2 separate regions of the Bombyx mori genome follow, and region 2 is linked to region 1. A link is a contact called in public Hi-C data. All regions are on one chromosome and are shown on one strand. Each heading gives the region's core, a stretch centred on a gene start, on an enhancer-like site or on the middle of the called end of the contact. The rest is flanking DNA. Distances are from core to core; before and after follow the strand shown.

The links. A called contact is a pair of places that touch in the nucleus more often than the background predicts.
Region 2: a contact with region 1 is called in a Hi-C map of posterior silk gland, with 2.0 times the contacts expected there. The contact joins the promoter of LOC101742893 here to the promoter of bmp0909-12 in region 1. A contact is called at or near these places in 2 of 7 Hi-C or Micro-C datasets (middle silk gland and posterior silk gland).

What each region holds. Positions count from the first base shown.
Region 1 is chr15:2,543,893-2,547,640 of ASM3026992v2, forward strand. It overlaps bmp0909-12, which reads left to right and starts at 2,412. Exons shown (of 1, transcript NM_001098313.1): 1 at 2,412-3,596. The coding sequence starts at 2,434. The coding sequence ends at 3,525. It overlaps LOC101741635 (neuropathy target esterase sws), which reads right to left. Exons shown (of 28, transcript XM_062672402.1): 14 at 1,702-1,857; 15 at 565-721.
Region 2 is chr15:3,204,949-3,208,624 of ASM3026992v2, forward strand. It overlaps LOC101742893 (kynurenine aminotransferase), which reads right to left and starts at 1,404. Exons shown (of 9, transcript XM_004928586.2): 1 at 939-1,404; 2 at 618-770. The coding sequence starts at 673. It overlaps LOC119629537 (a long non-coding RNA gene), which reads left to right and starts at 2,894. Exons shown (of 3, transcript XR_009975097.1): 1 at 2,894-3,676.

The DNA.
Region 1 (3,748 bases), core at 1,162-3,661:
AAAAATAAGAATATAAATTAAAATAAGACATGACTTAAAGATCTTAGTTACCAAGTCATACCGTTTAAAATAATTAAAACAAAAAATACATGTGTGCAATTCACACGTGGTAGAAGTGAAACCTTCCACAATTAAAATACAATTATCCTAAACGTCTTAAGTATATGTAAAATTTTGTCATTAGTAAATAATTGTAAGGTAGCGCGCTCTGTGAATTGATATTTTAATTTCACGTATAATCCTAAATTAAAATTCACTACAAGAGCTTTCATACACACGTTAGTATTAAAAAATCTCACAGATGGCGCTATATTAAATAGTATGTATATTTCTGTCTCATTCTTTGCTGGCTTCATCCTACACATTTTTGTATTTGTGTCTCTTACCTGTCGTTTTTTCCGTTGCATCCGGTTTGAAATCACAACGATTCTAAAAAAGTTTTCCCTTCAAAAAAATACTACACGCTGCAACGATCTACTCGGCCACACTACGCGATAACACGAATATTCGTCGTGGCCCGCTAATGTAACCCCCGCATTATCGAGACGAAACAGACTTAGCTACCTAGAATCCTATGTCCCAGCAAGTTGATCAGCCTAGTCACGACGACCGGGAACCTCAGCTTGATGGCGTTGAAGAGGCCTTCGGGCAGCTTCGCCAGTTCCGAGTCCCGCACCGCCATCACCGTTGTGCTCCGACGAGTCTGCGTCACCATCTCCACCTGTGACGCAGGCGAATGCAAATTACAAACGTTGAAAAAAAAAATAGTTTCAAAAAAACTAATAATATACGCTTTGATAGAAAATCCATTTAAAAAATCGAAAATAAATTTTAATAAATTTGAATTCGGAGGAAGCCACGTCTTACGGTCACCTAACTGAGGCTTCGAACTCATATTCATGACGTCATCAGCTCCGACAACTAAAGCTGCCTTTAGACTACGCTATATTGCAGTGCCATATAGTATAACATAGTAAACCAATAATATATATGTACGCAGTGTGAACGTGTCCATAACAACATATGGTGCGCGATATTGTTGTGCTATGAGCTATATACTATATTATGCTATTATATTATAGAGTAGTCTCAAAGTAGCTAACTCATCGTCAACAATAATTCAGTTCTACCACAACTTTACGGACCCTAGCTGATACTTCGAACACGTGTTAATGACGTCATCATCTCTGACAATTAACTCATCGTCAACAATCATTTAATTCTGCAACAACAACTTTACGGACTACACTAATGAAGTTAGAAATTCGTTTTAAGAGAGACATGACAGTTTCCGTTCCAGATTAAATATAGTGTTAATTCTTTGGGGTCCTTCACGAAGAAATTCTCTGACTTAATCTCCGCTTAAAACCAGAGAAGAAGAGCTCATATACCGTGAATGATGAAAAAAAATTTTAACGTACATTTTTTTTCATATGTAACATTTTGTATATAGCTGTAAGTAGCCTAATGGTCTGCAAGGCTCTACTAAAATTTAAAACCCTTTATAGGACACTTTCAGTAAATATAATGGTATTTATTTACTTCAATTCGAATGAATTCCTTTTGAGGGTGCGCCTCAGACGTAATGACATGTTCTTAAAACGAGCTTTGAAGAGTCGCATTGCTGTTGTCCATGGGCGACGATGACTATTCACGATCGGAGAGGTGACGGCTCGTCTGGCTATTAAGAAAAAAACGTACTATTCCAACTAAGTCTCCTTTTCCATATTCGCCGACGAGTTCCTTCTTTCCATTCGGATGCGTGATGACAGATCTCAACCGACCGCTTAGCACGATGAAAGTAGACCCCGACTCCTCGTCCTGGCGGTAGACCGCGCGGCCAGACTCTAGAAACACCTGGGACGACAATACAAAGTCATTTACTGGTGGTAGGACCTCTTGTGAGTCCGCACGGGTTAGTACCACCACCCTGCCTATTTCTGCGTGAAGCAGTAATGCGTTTCGGTTTGAAGGGCGGGGCAGCTGTTGTAACTATACTGAGACCTTAGGACTTATATCTCAAGGTGGGTGGCGCATTTACGTTGTAGATGTCTATGGTCTCCAGTAACCACTCAACACCAGGGGGGGCTGTGAGCTCGTCCACCCATCTAAGCAATAAAATAAAATAAAGTCAGTTTTTTTCAAATGAGAATAACAAAACAAAAAAAAAATTATAATACAAAAAGTAGTAATCTAAATCTTGACGAATCAGTAATTGTGGTACAATTCCAATTATTGGGCGAATACTATAGTATAAAAAACAACATAGGTTGTTTGTCAACCTATCAAGTACAAATTAACATAATGAGTGCAACCAAATGTTTATAAACATGATAGTTTTATCAATACATAAAGAGGTCAAAAGAGGCAAACGCATTACACGGAGATTGCTCATTCCTATAAAATAATTGATTTAACAAGAACGTCTCGAAAATGAAGATATTCCATTTAATTATATTATTATTTATTGTGGAATGTAATTGTGGAATAATTGACGGCGTACTAGATACTGTGAAGGGCACTACGGGATCTATTACTAATGGAGTGGGAAGCATGTGGTCATTTGGAAAAGGACTCGTCTTGGGTGATCACCATAACAAAAGACCAGCAGGTGACAGTGTTCAAACGCATAACGGTATCATTGGTGGAATCATAAGTAATATTCACGAAAGAATTCACAGCTTTCGAGAAAACATTCATGGATTTTTCTCATTAAATAAAAATAAAAATGAATCCGATAGAGGATTTGTTGGAGGCATGATCGACAGAGTGAAATATCGAGTGATGTCATTCAAAGAACTATTCGTCGGACACGAACTTAAGCCATTAGAAGTGTTTAACAAAACTCAAATAGATTACGTGGATAAAACTAGACCCATCAGAGACAGCTTGAACAAGTATATATTCGGCAAAGAAGATAAAAGGCCTGTTTCGAACCTCATTGACTTTCTCGACGCGTTCAAGGACCGACTAGTGGCTATTCGTCGTAATATAACTGAAGAAAAGCACAGTGAAACTACTGATGGCGCAGGGATGTTGGACGTAAGAGCAAATTTCGACAATCTAGGTCGAGCTGCCGACGCGAGACACTTAAGCGCCCAAGCCAAAGATACTTTTAATCAAGTACAAGATTCTGTAAACCCTATGAATAAAAACACACAAAGTAATTTCCATAATACCGTCGACAAAATTGATGAGAATTTCCAATATGGTTATAAAACCTTCAACGAACAGATAGATAAATTTAGGGGTGATTTTTATATGAACAAAAATAATATAAATTCCATGAACAGGAACTCACAACAGGAATTTCGAAACAGCCTCAGTAATGCAGAGAAAAATATCGTTGAAGCTTACAATGCTGTCAGCGAAGCTACGGATAAGTACGGAAGGAATATTAATGGAAAAAATACCAATGTTGAGAAAGGCTATAAAAACGTTTTAGATAAAGAAATGGAACTAATGGAACATGGTGTCAAAAAAATTGCCAATGCGAATGATGGAGCAATGGTTTTTAGAGATTGAATTGTGTGATTGAGAACCCAAACTAAATAGAATGTTTTAGTAAGTTAAGTAAAATAAAATGATTCGTTCGAGTACTTTATTTAGTGGACCTGCCCCGCGGCTACAACTGCATTAAATTTGCAGTTCAGAAATAATTAAACACCTTTTCGTTTCCAAAGATAAAAGATAAAGAGTCGCTTATCACCCTCTGTAGTTCGTTTACTACAAGCCGTTTTGAAGATCC
Region 2 (3,676 bases), core at 154-2,653, 660 kb after region 1:
GGTTAAAATATTAAAACTGCAAAGTGTGATCTTGTTTTATTGCCGTATATGCAGACAAGCATACGGTCAGTGGATACCGATTGTCAGTGGATACCGTCGCTCACGCACGTCAGCAATGCCAGGGGTAGAGTCAAGCCGCTGCCTACCAAACGATATGGTAATTAAGCATTCTGTTGACCTTTTTTTTCCTACCTAAGCTGATGGTCTTGAGAGACCCTATCAACGTCATCAGGCGAGTAGGTGAACTCACGGGGCTCAAATCTGACGTTGTTGCTAACACGAACCCTAGCAGGAGCCGTGCTTTGCAGAATCTACCACCGGATCGGAAACGCGACTCACTGAGAAGATCCGGCGAGAAACTCAGTGGGCTGTGTCTGTGGGTTAATTAATTCGCCGAGCCGTTCGTCGCGAGCTACGGGTTCGACGAGAACGATGATCTGTTGACCAAACAACGTTAAATGTTTACGTAATAGTAGTTATTATAGTACAGTTTAACAACAAATTGTTTTCTTGGATATAGTTAGGAGTTGTGAGTACTTGTGATGCGAATTAATAGTAAAAACCGATTGAAAAAATATACTTTTTACTACAGATAATAAGTTTAATTGTAAACGTACCATACGCTTTTCTCACCAGCTCCATAACGTTCCGGCAATCGAAACTTTTCTGCCATTGTACGACAAACACTCAATTGTCGAATAAAATGTTCTATTTTCACACTCCTCGATAGACTACTGTAATTCACAGCAGCGAACAACCCTCGGCTCGTTCTAAACATTATAAATATCAATAAATAGATAAAACGAGATAAAGCGCGCTATTTAAATATGATCCTTAACCTATTACGACATGACAGTCCAGATAAAAACGTCAATTTCTTTCACGTACATAAGCGTTGATTATTAATTTAGCAATGTGAAGAACGACGAAATACTCACATATTTTAAATATTTTAATGTTCCATTATTTACATACATACGCGTACATAATTTTTTTTTTAAGAGATTTTATGACCTGGTAACTGAGACCTTTAAGTCATGTCTTATTTCAATCTATATTCTTAATTTTATGAAAAATTATTATAATATTATGGAGCGAAATGAAATGAAAATGATTAATTTGAGACATTAATCAACTGGGATGAAATTAAATGAGATGCTATGAGATGAAATCTAATCTTAGTAAAATGGTGGTCATTTACTAAGATTTTTCAGTGGACTTTTTGGAGAATCCCAAGAAGCTACGTCCAGCGGCTTTGTTTCATTTTCCCACATTTGTGCACTTTCACAGATATTAAACGGTTAATAAACCACCATTATTACACATTTAAACCCGAAGAAACACTAAATAGACAAAATAAAACAAATCACACAACTTCATTTCTCGCGTTCCCGCCAAAAAGTCACGCGTACATACATAGAATACTTAAACATAGATTATACACTTAATATTAGAGAATACTTATAGATACGTCAGTCAGGGATATAGATAATACACTTATCTTAATTTTAAAACGGCAGGGACATTGAATTTGGTCTCCTTTTTTTTGATTTTCGGATTTTTTTTAATTTTTAGTTATTTCTTCGTCGTTTGTTCGTTAATGTTCGAATTTAAATATTTATTGTCCGTCTTTTATTTATTTATAATGAATTAAACAAATGTTCACTCTTAAGTTGGCCTCCTTTACTGATATCTTTATTTTTATCGCTCAGATTAATTAATTTTGATCAATTATCGATTGTTCGATGACTATTGGCGATTGTTCGATCATAAAAACAATTAAATTCCCAATTCTTATTTATTTTATATCTAATAAGCAAACCATCAATCACCTCACGCCACCTTTTGTTTGATTTTCGGTTTATTTTTTATTTTTAATTGTTCGTCGTTTGTTTGTTAATTAACTAAGCAGATGATCACTTTATACTCTATAAACAGGATTTTATTTAAAAAAAATATTTATTTACGTCTATATTAACTTTATTATTATTATCGAGAAGTATCTTGATTGATATATATTACAAGGCTTGGTTTTTTTTATTCAGATTCATTTGTATTGTTAAATATGAAACATAAGGTATTTTATCTAATAAGTTTATTCTTCCATATTAAATGAATTTCTACTAAATGTCCCTGCAATATATTTCTTGAACTTATAAATAATTATCATTTCAACAAAAACAGATCAGGTGATCATTTGTTTAATTAATTATAAATAAATAAAAGACGAACAAACAACAAATGGGCCGTGGTTCATCTACCCATATTTTTTTTGTAAAATAAAATAAAAGTCAAACACTTTTCCGGCAATGACAATTTAGGTATTAATAACATTTTATGTACCTATTTCCCGAGTCCTCGTTCGCCTTATTTATGTGCATTAATTTTGTCAGCATCAATCGACCTAATAACAAACTCGTGTACAGTCGGATACAAAATTTTATGACATAAATATTTATAATTATTTTTTATTACGCTTCTTCTTATAATCTGTTAAGATGAGATACACTTTATATACTTTGAGAGAAAATTAACATTAATATTATACGTATCATATATTTAGATCTATATGTGATTTAAAACTATATTAAAGCTACATATGAAAATTGTCGTGATTGGATTTTTACTGTGGTTTCTTGTTGTCTTCGAAGATATACGAAGATACGGGGCTAAGTCACTGTTTCGCGCTATAGGACTTTTTTAACTTACGCATAAATAAGACATGACGCAGCGCTCAAGAAACACTGTGGAGGATTTCATTCCAGATTATTTACGAATAATACTGAAAAATAGCTTTGATTCAATTAAATATGTTAGAACGAATAGTCACTGATCTGCAAATTTTTGTATAGAATATGTGTTTGTCTGTATCTGTGTGGATGCGTGTGTATCAGCATTAGGCATGATGCGATCACTAGCCCGCATTTACTAGTAGTAGAGGGCGGTGTGGGCCCGCACGGCTTGATGGGTGTTAAGACCGTAATACGACACTATCACGGCAATCCTTTTTTTTTTTTTTTTGGGTGACATTCAAATTGTGACCTTTAAAGACTGGTCACCACTTAACATAAGGGGGCCTAGACCTCGTCCACTAATCTAATATGTATAAAAATTGGACAGACGGCTTTAAAATCTATTTATTTCAATTGAAACTTAGTTACGAGCTGTCGAATAACGTTTTTATGCTATCTATTCTGTTTCGCGAATGCAAAATTTGTTGTCAGCGCATTTCTTTCGAGGTTTGAGAATGAGGATATTTTTGAGGTGTTGTTGTAGCATTTTCCCTGGATATTTGGTTTTGCTATCGCGACAGTTGGGTCGTGTGTTCAACAGCTACAGTTTAGAAATATAGCAGATATAATAGGCGTCAGAAAACTTGAAAATTTGTTTTCAAATTCGACACTGGTTCCTGGTAATAAAAATGGGGTCATTTAGAAAAAAAATATCCAAATGTATAAATATGTTTAAATAATATAATATATAATTGTATAAATGTAAATAAATGTATAAATAAATGTATCTCCATTTTTTTTCAATAAAAATCAAACCTAACCTATTTATTAAATTACTCAATTTTACAGGAAATAAAAGCATGTCGCGAGATTTACTCGTACCCACATCAAAAAGTCTTTGAAGTCAGCGTCCTTTCACGCCTACACCTTCGCCTTCACAAAAA